5 separate regions of the Mus musculus genome follow, and all the other regions are linked to region 3. A link is a contact called in public HiChIP or PLAC-seq and promoter capture Hi-C data. All regions are on one chromosome and are shown on one strand. The core of a region is the stretch at or near the end of the contact, and the rest is flanking DNA. Distances in the headings are between cores, read along the strand shown. Region 1 holds the start of Ppp1r21 (protein phosphatase 1, regulatory subunit 21). Region 2 has its middle 21 kb from the start of Ppp1r21. Region 3 holds the start of Msh2 (mutS homolog 2). Region 4 overlaps Gm31615 (a long non-coding RNA gene). Region 5 holds the start of Foxn2 (forkhead box N2).

What was found. Promoter capture Hi-C pulls out the DNA fragments that hold promoters and counts their contacts. HiChIP or PLAC-seq counts read pairs in DNA pulled down with a chosen protein or histone mark.
Region 1: a contact with region 3 is called in a FOXA1 HiChIP or PLAC-seq map of pancreatic cancer cells. The contact joins the promoter of Ppp1r21 here to the promoter of Msh2 in region 3. A contact is called at or near these places in 7 of 39 promoter capture datasets (the C10 cell line, the HPC-7 cell line, HPC-7-derived erythroid cells and 4 more) and 4 of 115 datasets of contacts at active chromatin or transcription factors (astrocytes, embryonic forebrain, large pre-B cells and 1 more).
Region 2: a contact with region 3 is called in an H3K27ac HiChIP or PLAC-seq map of embryonic stem cells, with 2.8 times the contacts expected there. The contact joins the enhancer-like site here to the promoter of Msh2 in region 3. A contact is called at or near these places in 6 of 39 promoter capture datasets (the C10 cell line, the HPC-7 cell line, HPC-7-derived erythroid cells and 3 more) and 4 of 115 datasets of contacts at active chromatin or transcription factors (embryonic stem cells and large pre-B cells).
Region 4: a contact with region 3 is called in an H3K27ac HiChIP or PLAC-seq map of large pre-B cells, with 2.7 times the contacts expected there. The contact joins the enhancer-like site here to the promoter of Msh2 in region 3. A contact is called at or near these places in 3 of 39 promoter capture datasets (the C10 cell line, hippocampal neurons and pre-B cells) and 1 of 115 datasets of contacts at active chromatin or transcription factors (large pre-B cells).
Region 5: a contact with region 3 is called in a promoter capture Hi-C map of pre-B cells, with 4 times the contacts expected there. The contact joins the promoter of Foxn2 here to the promoter of Msh2 in region 3. A contact is called at or near these places in 7 of 39 promoter capture datasets (3T3-L1-derived adipocytes, the C10 cell line, the HPC-7 cell line and 3 more), 2 of 484 Hi-C or Micro-C datasets (both in embryonic stem cells) and 2 of 115 datasets of contacts at active chromatin or transcription factors (embryonic forebrain and pancreatic cancer cells).

The regions. Positions count from the first base shown.
Region 1 is chr17:88,528,824-88,531,523 of GRCm38.p6, reverse strand. Ppp1r21 (protein phosphatase 1, regulatory subunit 21) reads right to left here and starts at 1,400. Exons shown (of 22, transcript NM_028658.4): 1 at 1,206-1,400. The coding sequence starts at 1,262.
Region 2 is chr17:88,507,923-88,510,622 of GRCm38.p6, reverse strand. No RefSeq gene overlaps it. Among named protein-coding and RNA genes, the nearest start is that of Ppp1r21, 21 kb to the left of the region's middle. Within about 2 kb of position 1,347, at least 115 of the 459 cell types and tissues checked have an H3K27ac peak or open chromatin away from gene starts, as enhancers often do. A contact at or near this core is called in the HPC-7 cell line and embryonic stem cells, where this site is marked.
Region 3 is chr17:87,671,247-87,673,946 of GRCm38.p6, reverse strand. Msh2 (mutS homolog 2) reads right to left here and starts at 1,415. Exons shown (of 16, transcript NM_008628.3): 1 at 1,141-1,415. The coding sequence starts at 1,351.
Region 4 is chr17:88,254,965-88,257,664 of GRCm38.p6, reverse strand. The region is part of intron 3 of Gm31615 (a long non-coding RNA gene); the gene reads left to right. Among named protein-coding and RNA genes, the nearest start is that of 1700116H05Rik, 51 kb to the left of the region's middle. Within about 2 kb of position 1,399, at least 289 of the 459 cell types and tissues checked have an H3K27ac peak or open chromatin away from gene starts, as enhancers often do. A contact at or near this core is called in hippocampal neurons, where this site is marked.
Region 5 is chr17:88,439,262-88,441,961 of GRCm38.p6, reverse strand. Foxn2 (forkhead box N2) reads right to left here and starts at 1,258. Exons shown (of 6, transcript NM_180974.5): 1 at 1,078-1,258.

The DNA.
Region 1 (2,700 bases), core at 151-2,650, 860 kb before region 3:
GAAATCGGGCCCCTTACTTTATATGCATGAAACATTTTCAACCAAAAATAGTAGTGGCAAATTTGGGCACTGCCATCCTCCACCCACCCTCCTTCGTTATATGGAACTGTTCCAAACAAGGGAATCCTCCCCCAAAAGACAATGCACTATCTCAGGCGCTGAGCCACAGAAGTCTACGAGGATTTCAGACGGAACTACAAAGGGAGTGGACAAGGTGAGTGATAAGCTGAATGCCATCAAGGCTCCCATCTGATGCTGAGGACTTAAGGGTGCACGCTTAGGTGCCAGTATCATTTCTTTATATTTCACTTTACCTTCCCAAATACAAGCTTAATAAAATCATAAAGGGGGATGTCGTACACTTGGGTTTTTTTTTTTTTCAAATTAGAAAAAGGGCGAAATCTTTTCATTGCTTCTGTGAATGCCAAGATAATTGGAAATTAAACACGACTACCGAATCCTTTTCAAAGGCGTGAGATTCTGCTTTAATAACTTCATTAGAATATTCTTCAGGCAGAAAACCCTACCCAGAAACTGCACCACCCTTGTCCAAGAAAAAGGTTTCACCATTTGAAAGACTGACACTTCAGAAGGCCGGGTCCCTGTTTTGCATAATTCTGTATTTAAGGAGAACCTGCGGTGTGCACTGCCCCATTCCACGGAAGGAAGGTGCAAGAGAAAAAGACATCAGCCCCACCACCCAAGCTGTCAAAATCAGTGGCGACAACATCTGTATTCCAAAGCACCCATCCCAATGAGGCCGTTTACGCTCCCAAACTGATGTGGTGGCAAATAAGTCGTTTTAACTTTAAAAGCATCTCCTCGCGAAAAGGAGATGGTGATTTCCCCATCATCGGGCGAACTGAGAAAGCAGAGAGCATAGGGTGGTCCCTCATTCCTCCCTTCCCCTCAGGCTAGCACCAAGAGCTGTGCCTTGGATTTCTGTCATTCCATTTCTAAGCCTGCTGGTCCAGCGAGAAGGAAGACTCAAACTCCAGCTCCTTTCTGCAGAGACGCACACGGACCCAGACACCGCCCGGCCCTATCTCCATGGAGCTGCAGGTGGAGGCATCGTAATGGTGGAAGCAGGAGGTGGAGAGGAGAGGAGGAGCCCTCTGCATCCCCCCCACCATCCCAAATCGCTGCCACGGCCAGCTGAGGCCTCCGGGCCAGAAACCCCTGTCTCCCCCACCCACGATGGGTACCTTCGAGTACTCCTGAGCCAGCTTCTGGTACTTCCCCTGCAACTCTGCGGAGGCCATGGCCTCCCCCGCCCCGTCCAGGCCTGGCCGCCCGGGCTGCCGAGCCCCGCCCCCCGCCCCCAACCCCACACTTGCTCCTCCCGGGCAGGGCTCAGCCAGCTTCTGCAGCACCGCCGCCGCCGCCGCGCCTCCTCCTCCTCCACTTCCGGGTTTCCAGGCGGGAGGGAGGAGGAGCGGGACCAGAGGCGGGGCGACCACCGGGGGCGGGGCGACGTCTTGACATCACCGCCCCGCCCTCTGGTGCTCCGGTTCGCGCATGTGCGGCCCGACGGACCCGCCTGTGCGGTGCTTTTGCCCCTCCTGAGACCCTAGACGCCATGTTGGAAGAGGCGGGAAGATGGCGACCCGTTTCCGGGCGAGCCAGAATCAAGCGGGAGGAGAATGAGTGCCTACGGAATGGATGGAACACCGAAGGGAGAGACAGAGGATGCAAGGAGAAGCATTCTAAGAACATCAAGAATTCTGGCTACCCAGTCCCCTAGTCGCCATAGCAACCGCCTAGCGTCAGTCGCTTGCTTCTTGGAAGCTTGTTTTCCGCCTTCTCATTCATTATCTGGATACCCAGACTTGTGCTACACTGTAAACCGTCCAACCTAGCACATATTTATACCGTTTGCCCTTCTCCCCTTCTCAGATCAGAAAACCTTCATTGTCTTCTGTGTTTTGTCATTGACCTTTCTCTACTCAAATGCCACATGCCCGCCCCTGACCCTTATTCATCTATCAGAACATTTTAAGCCGTAAAAGAACATACAGTTTCTGAAAATTTCTACCACGCATTGAGATGTAAAGACCATTAATGTTTTGTTTTGTTTTTAAAAAAAAAACGGCTAGACTAGATATCTTGAGATACCTTATGATGAAAAACTGCTCCTTTTCATTTAAAATATTTTTGACAGTTCTGTTGAGGATTAATGTAGGTATAGCATTGAAGTATTTCTTGTTAGAATAATATGAATGAAGAAAGATATGTGTTTCTTGAGACATAATATGACAGTTGAAACTAATGAACTACATTTGTACACAAACACATACATATGAACATTATGCTAAATAAGTCAATTGCACTGGGTGCAGCTGTATAAACCTTTAATCTCAGTACTTAGAAGGCAGACAGGCAAATGGATCTCTACTGGTTTACATATTAAGTTTCAGGCCAGCCAGTGAAACTCTGTCTTTAAAAAAAAAATAGTGAATTGTAATATACTATAAATAATCTTAAAAATTATGAAGTGGAAGTAGCCAGACATGTTTAGTCATACCAGCAGTCCTAGCATTTGGGAGGCTGAGGCATGAGGAAGTCAAGTTTGAGAGCAGTCTGGACTACACACACACAGTATGTACTGTGTGTGTGTGTGTGTGTGTGTGTGTATAATCTCCATAATATGTGAAGTAACATTATTCCGATTTTTATTTTATTTAATGTATATGAGTACAC
Region 2 (2,700 bases), core at 98-2,597, 840 kb before region 3:
TTGTTTGCTTTTTTGATACACACTCATTTGCCCAGCTAGCCTGGATCTCTAAGAAAATCTAAGGGTGACTTATAACTCCGGCCTCCCTGAGTGCTGGGATCATTATGCCAGGCAAGCACTGAACCCCCATAAAGCCATTTGAAAATTAAAAATATCCTCCACGTCTGTCATTTTCTCCCCTGAGACTGTGCAAACAGACCCCAAGGATCGCAGCGCTGGGATGTAAGAAAGTATTTGAGAACAAGAAACCTTCTGAAAGCCCCTCATCACTGAGGCACTGCCTCTGTGTACAAAACAGGCCTGGGGAGCAAGGGAGAGGAAGGCTTCGCAAAGACAGGAATGACAGCTGATGAGAGAGATTGGGAGGAGCACGACAAAGGATACTTTTTTTTTTTTCCCCTTTCTGGTGCTTTCTGTAGTCACGCCTTCAATCCCAGCACTGGGGAGGCAGAGACAGGTGGCTCTCTGTGAGTTCCAAGACAGCCTTGTTTACTTAGGGGGTGGGTTCTAGGTTAGCCCTATCCAGAAAGAGAGGAGAGAGAGGGAGGGAAGGAGAGAGAGAGAGAGAGAGAGAGAGAGAGAGAGAGAGAGAGAGAGAGAGAGAGAATATACCTGTCATGTTCAAAGCTGAGACTACAGAAGACCACCATCTTTTGTCCCACATTCTCCAAATCTCCTGATCCCTGCCCACTCCGGGCCATCCAAACGGTGCTATCACGAGGACTGTGATAATTAAATTCTGGCTGTCGGGCTGACGAGATGGCTCAGTGGGTAAGAGTACCCGACTGCTCTTCCAAAAGGTCTGGAGTTCAAATCCCAGCAACCACATGGTGGCTCACAACCATCCATAACGAAATCTGACGCCCTCTTCTGGGGTGTCTGAAGACAGCTACAGTGTACTTACATATAATAAATAAATAAATCTTTAAAAAATATATAATATAAAAAAAATTCTGGCTGTCATGTGCACTGGGCACTGAGGTAGGTACTGAAGAATTCATATACAGCCACAGTCGGGGCTGGGTAGTGAGTGAGACGCTCCCGTGGTGGAGAGAAGTGTAGAGCTTGGCAAGATTACAAAGGAGATGGGAACTGATCTGGTCCCCCAGTCAGTGGGTACATGAGTGGCTTACCGAGGGACACTGGGTTGAGCTATGGGACACAGCTGTACAGAGGACAGTCAAATACTTGACCTCCTGGAGGGGCATTCTAGTGATGCATGCTACACTAAGTCAGAATTTTGTTGGCAGTAGAAAGGGGAAGAGGTCAGGGGAGTTGGAGAGGGAGAAGTGACTCTTGAATGGTGACTCACAGATGAGAGGTGTAGGCGCCTGGGGGCGGGGCCCTGGGCATTGGGAGCAGAGGGTGTGCAGCACATTTGGGGAACAGCAAAGGGAGGGACTGGCGTGGCACAGGCAAGGAAGAGAGAGAAGCAGAAGGCATGGGCAGGCTTTCTGAACTGTTCCAAAGGGGGTAACTGTGGGAGTGGCCAGCTACTGGGAAACGCGGCTCTAAAAGAGAAATCAAAGCACTAGCTTGCAGCTTTGCTGATTCCACCAGGCACCGGTGTATGTAAAGGTGTAAAGTCTGAGCAGAGATCTAGGAGCGATCAGCTCCCAGCTTCAGCCGCTCAGGACGGCTAATGCTGACAGTGTCTGACTCCTGATACAGGGTCACACTTGCTGCAGTGCTGAGGGCAGAGCCTGCGGGGACTAAAGGAGACAGTAGGGTAGAAGCCCGGCTCCAGGGAAGTCTGGTAGTGGGGGAATAAGACAGTCTCAGAGGTGAGCGGTAGAGGAGGCCCCGAGGAGCTAGCAGGTTCTGGGCATGACTGAATACACCTGGATTTCTTGGCAGACTGATGGTGGAGTACAGAGGAGAACGATTCAGGGAGGCGCCAAGGTTAAAGGAAAGTTTTGGGGAGAGTACGAAGCTCTAGGAAGAAGAGAACACTGTGGAAAGTGGTGCTTGTAAGCTTGTAACCTATTGTGGAACAGGAAACAAAGAGATGCAGGTACCAAGGCAGCATTGGACAAACCAACAGACAGAACTAGACACAGGGCTCTGCGATAGGTGTGCTGCAGAGAGCGCTCAGGACTTGGGCCTGGGTCACAGAGATTCGTTAGTATAGGACTCTGAGCGAGAGCGCATGTACGCACTCGCATGAGAGAGAGAGAGAGAGAGAGAGAGAGAGAGAGAGAGAGATGTCTTTGAGGGCATGCCTGTTTCTGGAAGTATAAACTTTGTGGTGACTTCATTTATTACATGCTAGCTAGACGCCAAAAAAAAAGTTGCTGTTTTTATAGAGATCCCACAACATCCCTGTGAAAATTTTTGATAATATTTTTACACCTTATTTGCTTGCAAAATAAATTTTACAAATTCCCTTTCATTTTTAGCTTTTATGAGATTACAGTTCCGGTTATTTAGACTGAGCTATATACAATAAATGAGCTTTAAAAATGGAAATATAAACATCTATCTGCAGTTAAGTATTTGTGATGGATGACAATGTTCCTAGAACGACAGATGTAAGTCAAACGGTTTGGTTAACAGAAAAAATGATCGTTTGAGCATGATAAAGGAGATTTGGGCTGAGAGCAACATAATAGCAATAATAGCACTGAAAGTTACAAACACACTTTCTGCATGCTTCCACAATTTGTTCTTAAAAAAAAAAAAAAATCAGCCGGGCGTGTT
Region 3 (2,700 bases), core at 166-2,665:
CAGGACTGGGAAGATTGTGAGAGAACATTATTAATGGACACAACATTTCTTGTGTGTGTGTGTGTGTCACTCTTTAACTCAAGATAAAGAATAGCTGTCTAACAAAAACAAATTCAACTGGTTGTGAAGGCAGCAGACTATTACCTAGCACAGACCAGGCAGAAATACGATGTCTGTAACATCCATTTGCATATAACAGCATAAAGAATTAGAACTCATGCTGGGCGGTGGTAGCGCACGTCTTTAATCCCAGCACTTGGAAGGCAGGTGGATTTCTGAGTTCGAGGCCAGCCTGGTCTACAGAGTGAGTTCTAGGATAGCCAGAGCTATAACAGAGAAGCCCTGTCTCGAAAAACCAAAAAAAAAAAAAAAATTAGAACTCACAACTCCAAAGTATGATATAATGGACATTCAATGTAATTGAAAGAAAAAGCAACGGGGGTGGGTGGGGGAGAGGTTATTATGGTGATCAAATTAATCTTCCTAGGCCACAAATGAGTTCTGAAGCCTTTTAGGGAGAGATGATGCTGAGTGGTGAGAGCCAAGGTGGCAGAAAAAAAAAAGAAAGAAAGAAAGAAAGAAAGAAAGCTAGCTAGCTAGCTAGCTAAGCACAGCTTTCCAACTAGCTCAACCGCACTCAGCAAACAGTAGGGGATCCACAACTGAAATCCGGGCAGTTCAGCTCCAGGGCATATCCTAGGTCCTGACCACTTGGCGATACTGCCCTTCAGCAATGGTCCATCCCAGGTTCTCAAGCGAGACGGTTTAAAAAAAACAAAACAAAACACAGCCTATTGGCAAATGAGGGTGTCTTAAAGGAAGCTCTCAAAACGCCCTCCACTCCTCGCTCCTAGGCTGCGGGCTGTTATTGATTTGGAGGTACCCACGGTGACACAAGACTCTAATCCTATCAACTTGGGAGGCTGGAACTCGAGGCGTCCGAGGACAGCCTGGACTCGGCGGTGTGCAGCCGCCCAGCGCACTGTGCGGAAGCGAACCAAAACAAGATGCTAAACGCGTGGCCCGGGGAGGCAGCTCTCGGGCGGGGCGCTCCGCCGCAGCCCCACCGCTGCATGCGCCCAGGTTTCCGGCAACGCGGCCCCGAGCCGGCCCGGGCCCCGCCGCCGCGGCTGCCCTCACCTGCCGGCCCCATGTACTTGATCACGCCCTGGGTCTTGAACACCTCGCGGGCCGCCAGCAGCGCGTCCTCTCCGTGCGCCGTGTAAAAGTCGCCGCGGTCGAAGAGGCGCACCGTGGTGCTCGGCTTCTCCGGCATGCCCTCAAAGAAGCGCACGAAGCCCGCCTCGGCCGCGCCTTCCAACTGCAGCGTCTCCTTAGGCTGCACCGCCATTTCCGAGCCGCTCCACACCAACACCACTAGAGCACAGAGCGACCCTGCGCTGGCCGCGTCGTTTCCCGCCTCCCCAACCTCGCCCCCTAAACCTCGTCCGGCCTCTGTGGGCTCGCCCAATCACCATGCAGCGCTGCGCCCCGGTGGGTGGGAGTCTACCGCAGTAGCCAATCATAAGCGAGCAAGGTCCCAGCTTCCCGCGAACTCTAGGACTCTAGCTACTGCGCATGCGTCCGACTTCTGCAGCCTTGCAGGCCTTCCAGAGGCTGCGCTTTCAAGTCCGCCTGGTGGGTGGGTAGGTGTGCTAGGCGGGGTCAGCTAGGAATTTGTTTTATCAAGTGACCGGAAACGTAAGAGTGAAATCACAAAGAACTTGTAAACAAAGAACTATCTTTTTTCCCCCACCCAGCCTTGAGTGTGCGTTATACACTTGCAGTGCAAACTGCCATAGGTAAAATTTCAGGTATATTCTGCACAACCTCTTGCTGACCCAGTTTTGCATTTCGCCCATCGGTTGACGAATTCATCCAATAGACACTTGGCAAGCCGAGCGTGGTGGCGCATGCCCTTAATCCAAGCACTCGGGGGGGCCTCTGAGGCCAGCCAGGTCTACCAATCGAGTTCCAGGGAAGTCAGGACTACACAGAGAAACCTTGTCTGGTAAATAAATAAATAAAGGACAGATGGGGGCTCAGCACCTTGTCTGGTAAATAAATAAATAAATAAATAAACAAATAAAGGACAGATTGGGGGCTCAGCAGTTTCCTAACTTCCTAATGTTTTCATAGTCGCCTACCTTGAGTTCAGTCCCCATCACTAGTGTAGCTCATCATAACTGGTAACTCCAGATCCTCGGTGTGGGTGGAGGAGGTCAGGTGCAGACACTTATTAATTTAAAGAAAAAATATATATATTAAATGTGGAAACGAGTAGGGTGACACACACTTGAAACCCCAGCTCTCAGGAGGTCAGAAGGGCCAAAAGTTAAAAGTGGGTCTGGCAAGAAACACAGTACAGTATTATCCTTGGCTACGCAGCTGGAGGTCAATTTGGGCTACCAGAGACTGCATCCTAAATAAATAAATAAATAAATAAATAACCTGCTTTGGAGTTCTAAATAAATAAACATCCTGCTTTGGATTTCTGTGTAGCAAGACCCTGTCTCAATAAAGAAAAGGGTGGAGGCGGGGGAGGTAGAGAGGTTGCATCTGGTTTTTCTTCCGTGCTAGTGAATGGATGCAGACTGCACACTGTTTTAGAAGTAGATAAACAAACACACAGAAAGATGGAGACTAAGAGGTGTAAACCGACAGGAAAAACTGCAGGGTTATAAACATTCTTAAGGGCTA
Region 4 (2,700 bases), core at 150-2,649, 580 kb before region 3:
CTTTCTTTTTGTTAGGTTAGTTTGTTTGTTTTTTGTTGTTGTTGTTTTTGTTGTTGTTTTTGGAACACTTACCAGCGCAACACTGGGTATAGGAAGGGTGTAAGGAGGCCCAGTTACCCTGCCAGGACTAGGGAACACTAAGGAGAACTCTGGTACCTGAGCTCAGGCTGCAGAGAAGTGGATGCTGCCCTGCTCTGGTTATGACACAGCTGACCCGCACACAGACTGGCTGGGAACACTGGAGAGATCTGATTGGAACCAACCACCCTGCTAGGGGAAACCTACTGGGATTGCCTACAGCAAGAACACTGCCCTTCCTCCTGCTGCCTGGAGTCTCCCTCTAGTGCCCAGATTGGCAGTTTTTCAGTTAACAGCTTAATAATTAGCTCACCAAACACTCGTGCAATCACACACTAATATGATCTGTCCTGTTCGCTGGGATACCTCAGTGCTTAGTTTCCTGGTATAAAACACAAACGGAAAACATTTGTTGATGAAGGTGGAGCTTACACTAGCTGTTTTCCAGTCTGCATTCAAAGGCAAGAAGAGTCCAAAATAACCTCGGTTGTCCTGCCAAAATTTAAGCTCATTCCTGGCTCTATTTATATTTCTCCCAGTTGGCTCTTGGCGGGGCTGTAGGAGGCAGCATAGATAGCCTAGGGCTTCGGAGAAAAATGCAGGTCCAGTGTAAAATCCCAGCCCCTCTAAGAGTTGAGATTCTCGGGCAAATTACTCAGTACCAAAGGCTTGCTTCCCTCATCTGCAAAATGCAGGTGATGATGCTGTGGGGCTTAAATAAGGCAGTCCTGCGGGGGCATGTGTTCCTCAAGGGCTCCCGCCCCACACCCCAGAGGGGTGGGCCCGTGAGTAGCTTGCCCGGATTTCCTGATCGCTGACCATGGTCCAAGCGGGAGGGCCATGGATTCGCCCATGGCTTCTAGGCAGGCCAAAGATTGTAGCACCTCAGTAGGCTAGGCATGGCACCAGGCAGACAGCTAGAGCCCAAGCTCGGCAGCCCAGGACGGCCCTAAGAATTGCGAGGGAGTTTCCTAACAACCCTATTTCAAATTTCCTAATAGTGGAGTTTCAAAGCCAGCTACCTCCTGCCCAGCACAAACGAGGGTGTGGTTGTGTTCACATTCACACTGAAACAAAAGAAAACTAGCAGAGCACCCCCACCCCCCACCCCTACCCCCTGGGCCTCGCTCAGCTCCGGACATTTTCCCAGGCACCCGGTGCAGCCGAGCTACGGGCACGCCCTACGGCCGCTGCACTTTCCAGAGCCAGGGTGCAGCCTCCCCCAAGGTCGGATCCCAAGGGGCTCCAAGGACCCGGCCCCCGGGTGAGCTGGCCGGTTTGCCTTGCCGAGCTAAGTCCGACCCGCAGTTGCAGCCAGATACTGGCCCAAGGCCTGTGGCTGGGCTCAAAATCGTCCTCTCCCGGGCTGGAATCCTGGGAATGTCGCTGCGGGGAAGCATCTGGCTGGCCTCCGGGCGGCAGGAGGGGGTCAAACCTTTTTCGGGTGATTTTGCACAAAATTCTCCCTACACCAAGGGCTGCGGTCCTGGGAAGTGGAAGCCCAAGGAATGACAAGAGAGCTGCTCGCTCCTTCTCCAGGTCGCCTTCGTCATGTCTAACTCCCGATACGCTGCCGGCGAAGCAGACAAAATGCCTTTTCCCCGTTCCGAAGACCCCTTCTTTGTGTCTATGGAAGTTCCTTCCTCGGTTGCGAACCATCTATGCCACCCGAGCGGGTCTTTCCAGCTGGATTGTCGCCACCTCGTGGCTACCTTGGTCCTTCGTCCCCCTAAGCCCTTTGCTCTCTTTGGTCTCAAGCCTATTTTTCTTTTCTTTCTACAACCAGCTATGGACTGAAACTTTATAATCCTGTTCTCTGGGCTTAGGATGTGAGCTGGGATACCTCTGTCCCCTTCTTTCTGTTACACCGCTCGCCTTCTTAAAGAGAAACGAAGCAGGTGCTAGTTGGAGGGCAGGAGTCACCGGGTTGGCAAGCCTGTGGGGGCTCGGTGTGAGGCGCCAGTCCTCTCTCTACCAATTTCCCATGAGACAAACTGATGATTAAGAAGACAAACGCACTCTGTCTTGTTCCTACTGGTTAGTGATGCTATTACACTCGATGAGTATTATTAAAGGACCCCTGTCATTAGAGACTCCCTGTTATTATTGTTATTATTATTTAGCATTTATAATGTATTCCTTATTTTCAAAACACACTATTATCTCCCTGGACTTTCCAAACACAACTGAGCGGCAGGCAGGTGACAACTTCATAAAATAGGGAAACTGAGGCACTGTAATTAGTACAGAGTTATTGGATTAATGAGTCAACAGTAGTCATTTCTCCCCAGAAGATTACTGCCTTACTCTGAACTCATGGATTCCAGTAAATGGTGATCCTGGTTTGGGAAGCTAGTTTCTCACACTCACTTTTATGACCCACTTGTAATCACGTTAGAAACCCAGTCAGGGAAGTCTTCGCACTTATGAGTCATTACTTCAAACTCATTACTGGGCACCTGGGCCACCTTAATTGTATTTTATTTTACAAGTCGAATTATTGTGATTATTGTTACTTAGTATAATAAGTATTTATTGTATTCTGCTAAAATGTATATAATGAATCTCTGTTTTTAAAAAGTAGTAACATTAGTAAGATGGATATATTTTGATCTAGAGAAC
Region 5 (2,700 bases), core at 9-2,508, 770 kb before region 3:
ACCGCTCACAGCGGAGTTGCAAGTAGGGGAAAAAAAAAAAAAGTCTGTCATTTCTCTGCACTTATGACTCCTCCCACCGCCACCCAAAAGGTGGAAAAAGGAAAGCTTTAAAGCAGAAACCAAGTGCAAGAAGATCTCGAGAGCGCGGCTTCCCAATGAAATTGCTACCCCCAACTCGCGTGAGGTGCGGCGGTGGGAACCCAGGCATTTTGCCGGAGGGCAGCCGGGGGCGGAGTTTGCAGTGCAAGACCGAGCACCGAGCACGTGGACTCCCTGCCCCTAACCTCCCCGGCTCGGCTTCGGGCTGCCGGGCACTGCACGCCGGCCGGCACCCAAGCTCAAGGCCGCGGACCACCGCGCACCCTCCCGGCCCGAGCGCCGGGCCGGAGGGCAGAAGTAACCTCGGCCCCGAAGGAGATGGCGAACAGGAAGTGCACATGTTGCAACGCCGAAACAGTCCAAGTCCCACCCCCACCCCACCCCACCCCACCCCCGGCCCGGGCCAGCCAGGCTTGGGGGCGCCTCCGGCCGCGAGAACCGGGCTGGGGTCGCCACCCCACATCGGGGCCCCGCGCCCGAAGTTTACGCGAGTCCTCCTGGGCACTACTTCTCCGGGCCCAGCCATCCCGCCCGGGCCGGGCCGGGCCCCGGACTGGGACTCCACGCCGCGCGCGTCCCGCTCGGATGGGAGCCGGAGCGGCGACGTGGCTGGCGCGGGCTCCCCGGGACTCTTAGAGCAGCAACTCCCGGGGTCGCAGGTTTCCGCCTGGGCGTCCTCTGCCCTCTGTGGCTCCGACTGCGCGACGCCCCCTCCGGTACGGTCATTACCTCGGGAGAAAACTCCTAACTCCTCACTCCCGGGGACCCGTGCTCGCCTCGGTTCCACACCCCCGGGGCAGCCCACGCTCTGCCGGAGCCGCGCGCCGGGTACACCCCCGCGCAGGGGCGCCAATTCTTCCCGGGACACAAAAATGTCCCGGCGCGTCACGGGACAGCCGCCTCCGCGCCCCCACGCCCAGCGCCGGCCGCACACGCTGCCTCCGCGCCGCGCCGCGCCGCGCGACCCCGGGGACTCACCGTCACTCAGCCGCCGCGAACCAGAGGCGAGGGCCGGGCCGGGCCAGACACAATATGGCAGAGCACCGCAGCTGCTCCCGTGGCTCCCAGCAGCCGCCTCCGGGACACCCAGGCGCGAGCAGGCAGTGGCAGCTGCGGTGGCGGCCGCCGCAGCACCACATCCCCCCCCCCCCCACCCCTCCCGCCTGCTCGCTTCCTCCCCTCCTCCCCGCCCCGCTGCCATGACAACGCGGCGCCAAGGCGCTTGGCCCCGCCCCTCCTTCCGTCCCGCCTCCCGCAGCCCGCCCTTGCCTCGTCCCGCCTCCTACCAGGGCGGCGGCCGCCCCTCCGAGCTGTCGTCCTGCAGGCGGGTGGGGGGGAAGGTGGCGTCCGGAAGGGTGGAGCGGGCTCGGAAGGCAAAGCGAGGGGACGCTGAGGTTTACGGAGCTGGGCGTGCAGGCGGGAAAATGAAAAGCCCTCGCCTGTCGCCCGGAAGGACCTATGGGAGGGCGACCGAGGCGCGGCGCGGCTGCTGAGTGGACGAGCTGGCGCGGGACGCGCGAGTGTCCGCCCGCGACGCGTGTGCTGGGGCTGCCGCGACGGCCCGAACAGCCCCTTGGCTTTGAAAGTGTGGGGACCGGGAAGCTTTCTTGAGAACAACGCTACCTTCTTCTGACTGAAGTGCCGTGGAAACTCTATGCAGAGCAGATTTTAGAGGGGAAATGGGGCTTTGGAATCAGATCCAAATTTTACTAAAGATTTTCTGAGACTCTGTCTCCCAAATTAAAAACCAGTAATAAAAGGCAACACAGCAACAACAAAAATGTACAGAGCTCTCACTAATTGCTGTGTACAGTAATAAGGACTTAATATGCATTGTACACGTATTGCCTACACTGTATTGCGGGTACAGTGCTGCTAGATAAAACGGGAGTGGCCAGTTAATTCTGAATTGCAGACAAATGTAGAATAATTTTTAATGTTAAGGACATTCCCTTCGGGGTATACTTTCTGGTTGCTTCATGTTTTAGTGAATCTGCCAACTCTACAATTTCAGGAATTCCCTTTACATAGAAGGAAACTGAAGCCTAGAAGTAGCCTATCAAACTGCCCTTGGCAGTGAAGGTTTATGTATCAGTACTGGGTAGGGTGAGGCTGGAGGAGTGCCAAGATTTAGAGGTCACCCTGGCCTTCATAAGAAGTTTCTGTCTCAGCTGCGCGGTGGTGGCGCGCGCCTTTCATCCCAGCACTCGGGAGGCAGAGGCAGGCGGATTTCTGAGTTCGAGGCCAGCCTGGTCTACAGAGTGAGTTCCAGGACAGCCAGGGCTACACAGAGAAACCCTGCCTCAGAAAAAAAAAAAAAAAAAAAAAAAAAAAGAAGTCTGTCTCAAAAGGAAAGCAGGGTATAGTGCCTCATTCCTGTAATCCTGGAACTTGGAAGGAGGACATAGGAGACTCAAATGTTTAAGGCCATCTACATAGGGAGAGAGAGAGAGAGAGGACTATTCCATTGAATTTCTAAAAGAAAACTATAGTTTGAGTTTACTGTTATCATTATGAACCTGGAAATTAAACCTTTCAATTTCTATACCCAGTTCTTTAAAAACCATGCTACTGATACCTGTTTCACACAGATATAAATGG